Linked DNA regions of Mus musculus: regions 2, 3 and 4 are each linked to region 1. Evidence: chromatin contacts called from public Hi-C and HiChIP or PLAC-seq data. All regions are on one chromosome and are shown on one strand. The core of a region is the stretch at or near the end of the contact, and the rest is flanking DNA. Distances in the headings are between cores, read along the strand shown.

The links. A called contact is a pair of places that touch in the nucleus more often than the background predicts. HiChIP or PLAC-seq counts read pairs in DNA pulled down with a chosen protein or histone mark.
Region 2: an H3K27ac HiChIP or PLAC-seq map of a colorectal cancer cell line shows a contact between it and region 1, with 10 times the contacts expected there. The contact joins the enhancer-like site here to the promoter of Bdnf in region 1. A contact is called at or near these places in 1 of 15 datasets of contacts at CTCF or cohesin (the NIH/3T3 cell line), 2 of 484 Hi-C or Micro-C datasets (the C2C12 cell line and myocytes) and 8 of 115 datasets of contacts at active chromatin or transcription factors (the NIH/3T3 cell line, a colorectal cancer cell line, embryonic fibroblasts and 4 more).
Region 3: a contact with region 1 is called in a Hi-C map of pancreatic cancer cells, with 2.6 times the contacts expected there. The contact joins the enhancer-like site here to the promoter of Bdnf in region 1. A contact is called at or near these places in 6 of 39 promoter capture datasets (the 3T3-L1 cell line, 3T3-L1-derived adipocytes, the C10 cell line and 2 more), 1 of 484 Hi-C or Micro-C datasets (pancreatic cancer cells), 3 of 115 datasets of contacts at active chromatin or transcription factors (the NIH/3T3 cell line, embryonic forebrain and embryonic limb bud) and 2 of 9 other capture datasets (adipose tissue and embryonic stem cells).
Region 4: an H3K27ac HiChIP or PLAC-seq map of embryonic fibroblasts shows a contact between it and region 1, with 12 times the contacts expected there. The contact joins the enhancer-like site here to the promoter of Bdnf in region 1. A contact is called at or near these places in 1 of 15 datasets of contacts at CTCF or cohesin (the NIH/3T3 cell line), 10 of 115 datasets of contacts at active chromatin or transcription factors (the NIH/3T3 cell line, cardiomyocytes, a colorectal cancer cell line and 6 more) and 1 of 9 other capture datasets (embryonic stem cells).

What each region holds. Positions count from the first base shown.
Region 1 is chr2:109,691,521-109,695,100 of GRCm38.p6, forward strand. It overlaps Bdnf (brain derived neurotrophic factor), which reads left to right and starts at 2,043. Exons shown (of 2, transcript NM_001048142.1): 1 at 2,043-2,389.
Region 2 is chr2:108,158,844-108,162,423 of GRCm38.p6, forward strand. No RefSeq gene overlaps it. Among named protein-coding and RNA genes, the nearest start is that of Gm23749, 81 kb to the left of the region's middle. Within about 2 kb of position 1,943, at least 3 of the 459 cell types and tissues checked have an H3K27ac peak or open chromatin away from gene starts, as enhancers often do. A contact at or near this core is called in a colorectal cancer cell line, where this site is marked.
Region 3 is chr2:108,515,466-108,519,045 of GRCm38.p6, forward strand. It overlaps the pseudogene Gm13916. Among named protein-coding and RNA genes, the nearest start is that of Gm13912, 230 kb to the left of the region's middle. Within about 2 kb of position 2,061, at least 4 of the 459 cell types and tissues checked have an H3K27ac peak or open chromatin away from gene starts, as enhancers often do. A contact at or near this core is called in pancreatic cancer cells, where this site is marked.
Region 4 is chr2:108,621,322-108,624,901 of GRCm38.p6, forward strand. No RefSeq gene overlaps it. Among named protein-coding and RNA genes, the nearest start is that of Gm39905, 260 kb to the right of the region's middle. Within about 2 kb of position 1,595, at least 57 of the 459 cell types and tissues checked have an H3K27ac peak or open chromatin away from gene starts, as enhancers often do. A contact at or near this core is called in the NIH/3T3 cell line, a colorectal cancer cell line, craniofacial prominence and 2 more, where this site is marked.

The DNA.
Region 1 (3,580 bases), core at 793-3,292:
TAATGTTTAAGCATTCAGATACAGTCATACAGCAATGCCTTAACAACGATTAAGTCATTCAGATTTCACAAGCATTCACATACAAGGGGTCACAGAAGTTGGGGTGCAAGAGTCTCGGATACCCATTTTTGCCTCCTTTCTGAGTCACATATGCCAATTTTTCACGGTGACTTGAAATCGTCTGTGAATGAATTGCTTATTACAGTGCTAATCACTGGGCCCTGTCTCAGACATACTAAAGGCCAGCCTTAGAAGAAGGAGCCTCTCTTTTAATCCTCAGACAGGTGATTATGTTAACAAGAGGCTGTGGCACCGTGCTCAATACTGCCCTCTTGTTCTTTTATATTTTTTTCTAAAAAAAAATAAAATAAAATGAATAATAAAGGTCTGTCTGCCCTAGCCTTTACTTATTGGCTGGATTAGAGGGGCAACGTTTAACAAAGCAGCAATCCAGGTAGACACTTGGCAGAGTTTATCATACAGCTAAATGAAAGTAGCCCTCCAGAACCTAGTCATGTAACTGATCTCTCATAGGTTAAAAAAAAAATCAAACAACCAAACAAAAACGGTCCAAAGACCACTCTCTGCTCTAGAGGAAGGGGGCTTAGTGAGCTACCCACCCCTCACCCTAAATCCTGGTTAAGTATATATACATATATATATTGATGTGTTGTTGCTGCCTAGATAATGACAGGCTTGGCTTCTGTGTGCGTGAATTTGCTAGGACTGGAAGTGAAAACATCTACAAAGCATGCAATGCCCTGGAACGGAATTCTTCTAATAAAAGATGTATCATTTTAAATGCGCGGAATTCTGATTCTGGTAATTCGTGCACTAGAGTGTCTATTTCGAGGCAGAGGAGGTATCATATGACAGCTCACGTCAAGGCAGCGTGGAGCCCTCTCGTGGACTCCCACCCACTTTCCCATTCACCGAGGAGAGGACTGCTCTCGCTGCCGCTCCCCCCACCCACCCCCGGCGAGCTAGCATGAAATCTCCCAGCCTCTGCCTAGATCAAATGGAGCTTCTCGCTGAAGGCGTGCGAGTATTACCTCCGCCATGCAATTTCCACTATCAATAATTTAACTTCTTTGCTGCAGAACAGGAGTACATATCGGCCACCAAAGACTCGCCCCCTCCCCCTTTTAACTGAAGAGAAGGGGAAATATATAGTAAGAGTCTAGAACCTTGGGGACCGGTCTTCCCCAGAGCAGCTGCCTTGATGTTTACTTTGACAAGTAGTGACTGAAAAAGGTGGGTTTCTTTTCTTTCTCTTTCCTCACCCCCCCCCCCGCCCCCGTTTGGTCTGCTGGGAAGCATATGGCTTTAGTGAGGTCTGTTATTGCCTAGGCTTCCCGGCTAGAAGCAGTAACTTGGTGTAATGCTATCCGGGGTTATTCATTAATAAAAAATACTGTTATTATCTTGATTGAATTCTATTAGGCACACTCCGGAGAGGTCAGGGCGCAAACTCTGGTTAAGCCGATGTGTTTAAGGTAGCGGAGTAAACCATAACCCCGCACACTCTGTGTAGTTTCATTGTGTGTTCGCTTTTTCTAGCTTTGTGGTGCGGGAAGGTGCGGGAAGGTGTGTCTGGGGCCGGGGCCTGGGGGTGGGGGTGGATGCACGCCCTCTCCCACAGAACTTGGGTGCTGGGATGGAAAAGATGGGGAGAGTTGCAAACCAGGGGAGAAAGATTTGAACGTGTGAGACTCACACTCGCTTCCTCCTACTCTAGAGCACATTGCGGGGAGTAGGGTGCCTAGGAACCGGGATTCGACCACCCCTCCTAGCAAAGGGCACCCTGCGGAGACCGCAGAGGGCAGGCACAGAGCTTTGGGTTTAAGCAGCGAGCTCCGGGGAAATGGAGAGAAGCCAGTGCAAGGCGATCAGGGATACCCCGAGGGCTTCCGAGGGCTTCCGAGGGCTTCCGAGGGCTGAGCCCCCGCAAGGAAAAGGCGCGTCGTCCCCTTTAAGCAGCCACCCCAATGGGTATCGGTGGCGCGGCGGAGCAGGGAGGGGATAGGGGCGGCGCTGTCTGACCAATCGAAGCTCAACCGAAGAGCTAAATAATGTCTGACCCCAGTGCCTGGCTCTGGCTGAGCTCTGGGTGCCCGTCGCTGCTGCCGTGCCGGGGCGCACCCGCTGGCTGGCTGTCGCACGGTTCCCAGTGCGCCCGGGACTCCCGGGCTTGGAGAAGGAAACCGCCTGGGGCGGCGCGCCACCTCCGCCTGGGAGGCTTTGATGAGACCCGGTTCCTTCAACTGCCACCACTGCCTTGGGGCAGACGAGAAAGCGCACGGGGCCCAGGGCAGGGCGCAGGGACCAGAAGCGTGACAACAATGTGACTCCACTGCCGGGGATCCGAGAGCTTTGTGTGGACCCTGAGGTAGGCGACTGCGGGGCGTGGGGCTAAGTGCGAGAGCCAGAGGCGCGTGCGCCCGGGAAAGTTGGCTAGGGGACTGAGAAGTTGTGGGACTGCAGAACTCCGGCTTCACCTTCGTCCCGGGACAGCGGAGGGGCGGGCTTGCTCCTGGGGAGCGTTCTCCCGGGATCCCACGACTCTGAGGGACAGTGCGACCCCAGGAATCCCTTCAGTGTGAGAGAAAAAGCCAAGGGAAGAGGACGACTTGCGCCATGGGAGCTAAGCCTGCGTCCCGGGGATCCCCGAAGTCCTCCCGCAGACGAGGAAGGGTGGTGAGAGAGATATAGAGCGACAGCTGTTGGGGGCTCAGACGGATGGCACCGGGACAGGGCTGGGATGAGAGCCCTTACCACCGGCTTAGGCACTCTCCACGCAAATTTGGACCGGGGTGGTGTGTAGTCCGAGAATGGGTCTTGGCGCCTTCTGTCCTCATCTCTTTTCCTGGGTATCACAACAGGCTGTTCACTGTCACCTGCTCTCTAGGGAGTACTACCAAAGCTTACTTACAGGTCCAAGGTCAACGTTTAACTAGGAAAACTTGGGACCCTTCTTATCGCTGGGGCCTGAAAGGGTCTGCGGAACTCCAGGACAGCCTGTATCCGACCCTCTGTCCATCCTGCGCACCTCCCTTTGGGCATCCTCCTGAGGAAGTGAAAGTTTTGACTTTCATCCGGGAGTAGGTTGGGTGTTTATGGAGGATGAAGAGGCTAGTTTTGATTTCCAGGGATGCTGAAACAGGAAGAGCAATGGATAAGCGACCTAAGCGTAGAAAGAAATAGCTGAAGATGGGGGCTTTGTGCTTGATGACAAGGAAGAAGGGGAAATTGCTGCCGGGGGTGGGGGGGGGGTGGTGTTGTTCCCCCCGGGGCTGCTGAGGGCGGTGAGCCACAGGCTGTGAGTTTGAGTTTGAACTGGTGTTTTAGTGAAAACAATTCGTGAGTTGGGGGTGGAGCCTGGGCTAGGAAACTGGGGATGGGGACTTGGGGATGGGGGGAGCCGGAGGGAGAGAGGGAGGATCCAAGGAGGAGGGAGGGGAGGGCCAGGAGAGCTGAGCTAGGAAGGTAGAGGGTGCCCTCTTCTGGCCACACTGGCAAGAGTAGCTGCTGGGGCTCGTCGAATGGGGGCGGGGAAGTGTTTTAGGGGCAGTTTTGCTGG
Region 2 (3,580 bases), core at 693-3,192, 1.5 Mb before region 1:
TAATTCCAAACAGGCAAAAACCTGGCTAAGCCATATCACATATATCAAGCCCAACAAAGTGTCATAATTACACAACACTTACATGTATAAGTTAAAGGCAAAACTCCAAGGTAGAGCACAGTCTCGAGCTTAAAACAGCACTACAGTCAGATATTAAATGGACTCATAGGGAAAAGGAAAATTGAGGAAGAAGCATATTTTAGTGACTTAGGTAAGACTTGATATTAGAAGGGTGAAGCGTCCTCTATTGGGAGAGATTTGTTTGAGGTGCTCCACAGCTACCTGAACCAGCAATAGCACTTCATTTTGGACATTGTGCCTCTTCTTAACTCATCCTCAGGATGGTGAGTGGATTTTTCCATTTGATAAAGTCAAAAAATTATAACTCAGCGCAGACAAGTATATTTCTCAAAGCTAAGTAAGTTTCAATTCGTGTATTAAAGTTTCTCTGGCTGAATGAGCCAATTACAGGTATTGCCAATAAAGAAGAAAGTTAAAGAAGAGGGAAGCAGTAGAAAATAAAATCCCATGTTTCATTTTAGATCACTCTGTCCACAGGTTGGAACTTTGAACCTGTTTCTAATGATCCAAATGGTGACAGAATCTAAATTTTAAATGCCAGGCTAATGGTAACTTATTCCCTAGAATAATGTTCTATCACAGTACTTTCTTGTTCACATCAAAAAGAAAAAAGATTATAGAATTTAGAATTTTCTCATTCACCTCCTAGAAACTGCTGGAATTGACAGATTTATATTTACAGATTTTTACAGAACTGCTAAATAGACACTTCAGCCTCTGAGCCTCGCCCCAATACTTAAGTCAGGGAGTAGTCCAGAGTCAATAATGAGGCAAGATACATCTACATGGCTTCCTGTGTAACAGGAAGTAGAAATACTTCTTTTTTAACAGGAAGTAGGAATAGAGTAACACAGTATATGTTTTCCACTGCTACTCGTTCATATAAGAGTTGTGTGTTTAGCCTTAAAGGGGATCTCTTTAAGGCTAAACACACAAATGATCTCTTACTGATCTCTTTGGAGGATTACCAGGAGCACTTCGTTGCTTACTGCACTATACTCAATATTCCATGGCACCTTTGCCTCCTTTGTATACATTCAGATGCATGTGTAAATGGACAAAGGGAAAAGGCTGGAGAATTTCCTCAAATCTCCATAGAGAAAAATATTAAGGAGGCATTTACTTTCCTTATAGACTGGAAGAGGCAAGGAATGAAAATATTATTGAATCATAAAATTTCTAGTCAGAAGGGGAGGTTTGAAGAGAGGTATTTTTTATCCATTCCTAGAATGTTCTTTTTAGAAAACTCTCTGTGGGTTTATCGAAGAAGTCATTGACTGGAAACAAAAACAAACAAACAAACAAACAAAACAAAAACCTCTCAGTCACTAAACAGAAAGTCACTTCAATAAATATTAAAGGTAAATTTTGTAAAATATCATTGTCACAGGTTTATGCCATAATAATATTTATTTACGATGTATTTTATTATAGATTTTTCTCTTCATATCTATGATTTTTATTCTCTGTGAGATGTTTTTGGAATCACAATGAAATATCATTATTACACTCTAATTATATTATTGCGAGGAATACCAAGCTCCTCAATGCTGTCTCGGCTGCTGCCTGTATTTCTAGTAGCCTGAAGTCCATAAGAACATCTGGAAAAAAATCCTTTCCAGGCTGAAACATACCACGAAAATAGCAAAGAGAATCTACTTCAGCATCCAAACCAAAAAGCAAAAACAAAAACAAAAACAAACAAAAAAAAATGAAGAAATTCACTTTATGTGCTATTTTAAGGAAGGCAAAGTGGCTTTTCCTACTTATCAAATTATCTTATAGAGTAATTGACTCATGGTTTGTTTCTTTTGGGGAAATAGGTATTCTACACTTACAAATGCACTGGTGACTGTTCTCAGTGGCATCTAGCTTAAACATGTACATGATTTGTAAGGCATGAATTTCCTACGCTGGATACTGTAGTGTGGTAAATTGGTAAAGGCCTATTGAAATTACTGAGACTGTCACATGAAGAAATGCACGAAATGCTTTGCTGCTTACAAATTTAATGAGGCTGAAATCTAAAGAATGCAAATATTTCCACTACAAAAACAAAAAGAGTTTGGAGTGGGATCTGGGTTCATTGCATACCTAAGATCCCAAGACCCAAACAACATTTTTCGTTCACATGATCACATTGAGTGAGAATGAGTCGGTGTTCATTATGTCTTTGTTTAAAAGACATCAAAAGCATGCTGACAGTCTTACTATCCCATCACACTTGCTGTCATCTCTGTAGACATAATAACCTCTACATTCAGGAAGCCTGAAACATCTTATAAATTTTTGGTACCTCCCATGGAATGTGGACTGTGTAGTTACTTGGCCCTGAATGTGTAAACTATGAATTAAGTGTCACTTGAATGGAAAAATTATTTGAAGGAAATACAATGTGATTCACTTCTAATGAATGCTTTCATAAGTCTCTGAAAATGTCGTTCTCATGGAAATAGGTCAAGAAATGATTCCATCCTTTGATATTTTATCTAACAATTTTTAAAGTCAAATAATTCACCAAAGCTAACAAGTGTCCTTTTATTAACAAGTAGCACACACAAAATATTCTTGTGCTCAGTTACAAAAAGCTAAGTGAAATTAATTTTCTCTAACCCATCAAATATATGAAGTACAATGAGAACTCTTTAATAGATATGAAGACATAAACACAATGTTTTCCAACTCAACCTGCTTCAAGCAGCTAGCACAGTTCTTACCTCCTTTACAGCATGACAACTAATAGTTACTCATATAAATGGTTACATCCTCATTTGTTGTATTCTGGTTTGAGGTCATAGTAGAATTTAATAAATACCAATTGGTAAAGTCAATAAAAAAAAAAGAGAGGTCTCCTGCATTTCCATTAATCCTAGTATTCAAGACTCAAATCTTTGCTCCCTGATGATGGTTATGTAGTTACTATTATGGGAAGGTATTTTTATTGCCAGAAAGTCTGAACAATTGGAGGGAATGAGAAATAGCACCCAAATAACAAAGAGTCAGTAGAAAACATTTAACAAAGAATTATGTCATCAGACTAGTTTAGGAAAGAAAACAAATTGTGATGACTTAGAAAACAGAATCACATCTAGGGCATTTGGAGTTTTAAGTCTTAGGTCTGAGGTAATGAGCTTAACATAGCTACTGACGAGAGAAATATCAACACGTGAATATAAGATAATGACATAGAACCAGTGACCCCTCATATTTCTGTCTGATTAAATGGAGAGAGGCAGTCGTCAGGATTAACAGGAATAACATTTGGAATGCTGGGTAGAGTGTGTTCTTTGAGGTTTAAATGGAATATTCTGAAGGATTTATGTAAAGTTCATTACATGTTCTATTGCAGTTACTTCTGATATTTCTGTTTGGTTTCTTTTCAAATGATCTGCCTATGGAGAAAGTGAAGTATTAGAATCACCTACTGCTAACTGAGCAGGTGTTAACCTATTCCTTTAAACCTAATGATAGGCTAATTTGCCTAATTTGATGGGAGTGA
Region 3 (3,580 bases), core at 811-3,310, 1.2 Mb before region 1:
CCTGAGCTTAGAGTGCTACAGAGGGCAGAGCTGGAGAACTGATGCCAGTACTTTGGAGAAGCCCAGAAGATCATGTGTGAATCCCAGACACTGAAACAAGAAGCTGTTACATTGAAACTGCCTTAGAGACTCCAAGATGTTCAAGATGCCAGAGTCATGGGCTATCTGCTGACAAAAGCTGCTAACAGGAAATGGAACCAGCTCAGGGGAAAGAAGTTTGTTGTAGTCAACAAATATGAAAAAGGAGTTGGAGATCTGAAGACTGCTTTGACATCAGCCATGGACATGTATAGTTTGGAGTTTTCCCAACCTGTTTCCTGTCTTGCTTTGGGGATTAGAGTTGAGTGATGGGATGAATCTCAGGAGAGACCTTGAACTTTAGACTTTTAACATTGTTGAGACTGTTACAGACTATGGGGGCTTCAGAAGTTGTACTAAATGTTGTTTTATTATGCTATGTTTAGGTATGGCCCCCATAGACTCATATGTGTGAATAAGTCTATAGGGCTCATGGAGTGGAATGTTATAGTTTGAATATGGTTTGCACAGGGAGTGGCATTATTAGGAAGTGAGGACTTGTTGGAGTAGGTGTGTAACACATCCTTTCTGAGCCTCAAATTATGAAGATTTACTGACTTGGTATTTACAAAATTCTAAAAGCATTGGTTAGGACAGAGTAAATGGTCACTAACCAGTCATCATCGTTGTCATTGTCATTGTCATAGTAGTACTAATAGTACTACTAGTAATATTAGTAGAAATGCTAGTATTTTTATTTGTTATTATTGTTGATCTCTGAAGCAACTGAAAGGAAAGAGTGTTACAAGAGGAAATATAGAAATGTAAGAGAAGGTCATTAAAGATGAACATGAAAGAAAATCATTGTATACATTTATACAACTGTAAAAGATATTTTTGTTTAAAAAAATAAAAAAGAATAATGAAAATGTGTTTTCCCATATATATATATATATATATATATACATATATATATACATATATATATACATATATATATGTATATATGTGTGTGTGTGTGTGTGTGTGTGTGTAATTTAATGACAAATAACATCTAAAAATACTAGGTAAATAAGAAAGGCACACTTTTATTATAGAAAGCATACTTTGAGATCTTATGCTAACTGGCATTTTAAATCTGCAAGATCTATAGTATAGCCTAGAATTATCCTTATTTCCAGCATTAATATTCAATAAATATACACTGCAACAAGATTGGTAGGAGTTCAACAAGAGAATGCTTAGGGGATCAAGGCAGAAGACTTAGAGAAGCAAGCTAATGAATTCTGGCCTTTCTTCTTTGTAGGATTCAGAAAAACAAATCAAGAAGGGGAGCCAATGTTTGCCTGTGTAAATTGACTCATTATAGTGTGTATTCAAAACATAACATTGGTCAACTGGGAGCCATTCTCATTGTAAAGCTTCCTAGCCAGAGGACAGCTGAGAGAACTTTGCCAATATGCCCACTGTTCAAAAGATTATAAGCCAACATTTTACATGTGGGTGGGACAATGTGCTTTGGAGAATATAAACAGGAAGCTAAGCCTGGAGGCCTGGCTGAGCAGCATTTTTTTCTTATGCCTCTGTGTTTCAAGCTATTTCGCTTCTACATTTATGTCATATTAACCTAATAAATAAGTACAATGTGGGATATGAGATTTTTCTAGTTCTGGAGCTAAAACACACTCTATAGAAATCCATCACTTTAACATTTATTATTTTTTTCTGTTGTACCACTGGGTTGTCAATAAAAGCAGAACAAATGAATGTTAGCCTTTGATATTTTACCACACTATAAGAATGATCCAATTTGTAAGGTGAAGGCAATCATTTTGGGTTTCAAGAACACTTTAAGGCTAAGGGACCAGTAAAGATGCCCGAGTTCCTTAAAACAAAGATGTAGCATGCTCTGCTCACATTTCAAACAAAACTTGGAAAATTAAATTGATTTAAAGAGGAATTTTTCTCCCCAGGAGAATCTATTTGCACAGCATCTAGTTTCATTGCTCTTATACTCCATGAGTCATCAGGAAGTAACAAGAAGTCACACAAGAACACAGAGTCCTCCTGGGGCTTTGAAACAAATGGATCTGAAACTGCACAGTTGATCCTACCCAGAGGATGATGTATACAGACATTCAGCATAAGGAGAGTTGGATGAGTGCAATTAAATGTAAGCATTGCACCTGTGGAATCTGGAACACAATGTTTTACTGTGAATGATGAGGCTAGTGTGGGTGGTTTTCATTAATTCAGAACCTTGCTATCTTCCTTCTTTGTCATGTGGCAAATGTTAGTACATTAACTCAACTTGTAGGTAATGGGATGGAGAAATCACAAACAATGTTTCAGTCCTTCACAAGTTTATTGAGAGCCTGATGTCAATCTTGATGGTAGCTGTGAGGACTATCTGTGTGGCTTCTTTAAGAAACATGTGTAACTATAAACATACAAGCAAGGGTCAAGGGCCTAGTAGAGGCCCATGAGGGTGAGATGATAACTGCAGGAAAAGAAAACAAAACAAAACAACAACAACAACAACAACAAAAAACAGGATTCCAAGCAAAGGAGGGACAAGCAGACTGATCTGGATGAAGCTCAGAGTAGATTCAGGAGTCAAGAAAAGTCTTCACCAACTGATAACATTATCCAGTAGAGGAGGGTCAAGTAGTTTGTCTGCCCCAGTAGGCATAATAGTAAATTGTTTAGGATAAGTTTCATCAGCAATCATTGAACAATGTTTTTATCATCAGATATTTAGAGAGCTATCATAATGTTTTAAGCAATAGAGAAAATATGAACAAATATTTTAGTCAGAAGATAAAGGCTTTCTTAATAGGACCCTGCTCACTCAGGAAGTAAGTCCAACAACTGGCATGTGAGGCCTCATAAAAATTTAAAAATTCTGTATTCCCAAAGAAACTGTTAATTAAATAAAGAGATAGACTATGGCAAGCTATATATCTGACAGAGAATTAATGTCTAGAATATACAAAGAACTCAAAAGCTAAACATCTATAAAACAACAACAGCAAAACAACAAATGAGCCAAGCAACAACAAAAACTGAACAGAGTTAACAAAACAAGAAATACAGACATCTAATAAATATTTTGAAAAGATTTCAACATCACCAATAATTATAGAAATGCAAATTAAACTGCTTTAAAATTGCATCTCATTGCAGTCAGAATGACTAGCATCAAGTCCTACCAAGGCTCTGGGAAAAGAGGCACGCTTTTCACTCTTGGTAAAGGTATAAACAGATACAACCACTGTGGAAATCAGTGTGGAGAATCTGCAACGAAGTAAAAATAGAACTGTCACTGACCTGCACCCTACTACAGAGATCCTAGCAGATTCTTATTCTCTGATTCTCTGTATAGTAGCTAGGAGTAGCACTTGCCTACATGTCTGTGAACCAATGGATGCATAATGAAGATGTGGTCCATTTACACATAGAATTTTATTGAGCTGTAAAGAAAAATGAAGTCATAAAAATTTGAATAAAAATTGATAGAACTTGAAAGGTTTGTGCCAAGAGAGGTAATTCAAACTCAGAA
Region 4 (3,580 bases), core at 345-2,844, 1.1 Mb before region 1:
GGTTCAGATGAAAACCCATGAGAGTTGGTTCTCTCTTTTTATCATATGGATCCTGGGGATTCTGGGAATCTAACCCAGATTGTCAGGTTTGGGAACAAACACCATTACCCACTTTATCATCCTGCCAGCCCAACCTTTTCATTTTGAAGTCTAGTTATGAAGAGAAGGAAAATAGCATATTCAAGGGCTCTTAATTTCTTGATAAATTTTAGTCTGAAAAACCATCACGACTTCCAAGCTAATATTTCTTTGGAAAACATGTTATGCTTTGGCTGATCACCACCAACTTTTAACTACTTTTAAGGGTTTTTCTGAGAGTCCTAGTGTACTCAAAATCAATTCCTAATCAGAATCCTCTATTGCTACTCCAACCCCAACTCTCGACATTGAGATGTTCCCTGTATGGTTATGCCTCAGAACATTTTTATGAGCTACGATTTGGTAATATGTTTGTGCCCGATCTCAGAGTCCTCTGTTGGTAGCATGGAGAAAATATGGTGGAGGAAATAATCCTCAGCACAGCTGCTGCTTGCTGGACTCACTGCTCCTTGGCTGTAACTCACTATTTACCTGCCTTAGCTCAGCAGCTGAACTGTCAACTCCTATTTCTTTGCCATGCATATTTATTGTGGTTGTTGCTAAGGTTGTAGATTTGTTCTTTTGTTTCAGTTCTGGAAAGTGGTACATCAACAATCAAGTGCACACAGGAGAACAGCAGGACTTTCCTCAGAAAGACAGAGCACTTGTATTTTCTACCCCCTTAATAAAATAAAAGCTGATTAAAACCCCAGACATTACAGACACTAGAGAAATGATCATGTAACCACAGCCCAGCCACACCTAGGGAAATGACATGGCTACATTTTGATGTTTACTCTGTTTTGATAACCACAAGAAAGTAAAAGTAAATAGCTAAAGTTATAATGAGACTTGATTTTACCCATTTAATATGAAAGACAAGGTAAAATTCTCCCTTTTCCCTGCCCAGCTACATTGAGAATGGTCAGACCTACAGACTATACTTTGTAATCAATTAAAGAATGTCATAAAATTCTGAAATATAGTAATAGTTTGTAGACTTTTTTCATCTAAAATCCAATTAATCAGTAAAATCTTATTATATATAAAATTTCTATTAATGTACATTTTGCAAACCTTACACTCCTAAGGAGTTAATAGAGGAGACTCCATATTAGCTGCCAGGAGGAGGTAGGAGGACATACTGGACTGGAAACTCACTGTGTAGTTCCTTTATACCAGCATCACTTGGGGCCAGCCCGGGGTTATATATCATTCTTCCTGTGTGTTTACATTAAGAGTCCATTTATAAAGAAACATCCTTTGATCCCCCTGTCTTTATTAATGAAAAAATGCCGCATTAAGACATTTCTTCTTGCTTTCCCTTCCTGTTTCATTTGGGCTCTATGTGTAATCTATAAAGCAGTCTGAACAGAATGGCACAAGCCGTCAAAATATTTACATATTTCCCTGTAAAATATTTCATAGAAAGATTTAACAGGCATAAGTAAGCTATGACAAGCATGTTCACTTATCTGAAGAAAAATACTTTGAGCTGATTTCCTGGCACAGAAAGGAAAGCTAGTGAAGTGACATCTCCCCTTGTGGAATGTGGTGATTAAACCAGGGAGGCTCTCTTTACCTTCCCCAGGAAGGGCAGTATGACATGGGGGAAGGGAAGCAGCTTTCAGTAGAAGTTAGCGCATCAGACTTTGCCATTGTCTCCCACTAATACTGGTATGTGAAGGCTTAACAATGAAGGTCAAGCAAGCACAGACTTAGAAGAGTATGCAAAATAAAAGCAAAACAAGAGTGTGCTTGAATGTAAGTACTCATATGAAGCAGTTCAAACAACACTGGAAAAAACCATAAGGATTAAATACTAAGGTGGATATTTTGTGCTGAAAAATAAGGGGAGGGTGGTTCTTTAAACCAGATTTTAGAAAATCATGTATCTGTAGATCAAACACATCTTTTCCCATTGTCAGAGGAGAGACAAATCTTAGGCAGGTCCTTCTCCAGCCATTGGACAAAGGGGAAACTGTAACACAGGAATTGATATGTGGCCAAGCTACGCAGTTCTATTTTGCTTCATAAATGAACAAGCTCTAACTCGTAAACTATGAGGTTCCTGTGATGAGGGAGCAGACATTTCACATTGGAAAGCACTAATCTGAGGGGTGAAAACGGAATCCCGGGCACTCAGACCACATTCCAGCCTAAATCCCTATATCATCATGTTGTCCGAAGCTTAACCTTTATCTCCCAGTCTTTCTTACTGGGAAACTAAAAATCAAATCCCTTTCCATAATAACAAGTTTGGAATGAGTTAAAGGTTGATAGCCTAAGAAACTACTATGGTTTGAACTAGAATAGTAACATAAAATGTTAATTCTATATCTAGTTCCTGTTAAGAAAAACAAAAACAAACAAACACAAAACCAGCAAGCTAGTATAACCTCACTGTCCAGACTAATGTAATCTACTGTTTATTGGTACGAGGCCTTCTTTTTAGCAGTCAGACTAACTCTACCTTAATTGTTCATCTTAGAAACAACATAGGAAATGGGTTCATAAATTCTACTTTAGAAAACGATTCAAGCTAAGATAACTCATTCATATTTTCTTGTACTGCTGTCTACTTACTCATTTGCATGGAATGATACACCAATCTGAGTCAGTTCTTAGAAGACATGATTCTGGCTGTTCAGCAACTATGACCTTATTCTCTATCAGGAAAACATGTTAATGGTCAGGAAAATTATGGCCTCTGTCTTCATTCAACAGCTTTACCTGAAAAATTTGATAATCTACTCAGTCTAAAATGATGGCAGAAATGTGGTATTGTAAAAATGTGTGCTCAGTTTAATAGATTTAGCAATATATATTTACTTAAAACAAATGAAATTGACACTATTTTAGAAATTTAAACATAATCTATCCCTAATTTTACAGAAGGTCAATGTAATATTAGTTTTAATAAAATGGAAAATATAAAAGCAATGTTAACTTTCTATTTTGCTAGGAAATAATAGTATTTGGCTAGATTAGAATACAAAAGAGGTTTTGGAAGACACATAAACTCTTCATCTGAACAAGGTAACTTAGTATCTTGTTAAAAAAATAGAAAAATATATCCCAAAACAATAAAAACAATTACTACATCATCTTGAAAGAGTGACTATGGGTGTAAGTTTAAATTAGACAGGACAGGGTCTAAGCCCAACTTGAGCAATTTATAGCTGCTACTTAATGCTTTGAGCTTCTTTCTTTATCATTAAACAAAGACTAAAAACCAAATATATGAGTCTCCATTGAATATTAAGTAAGTAGATAAATATAAAGTTACTACTAAATGTTGTGAGACACACAAGTATAATCTAGCTATGTGACAGATAGCTAAAGAAAAAGATAAGTGTTATTTACTCATCTATTTCATGGCTATGTACTAAACTTTCTAACTTTATGGATCCCTAGATTTACTTGGGACATTTCCCTGAACTGTCCTTTCTGACAGCAAGCTCACTTACTCATTTGGTGCTTATTGTTGCCCTTTCTATAC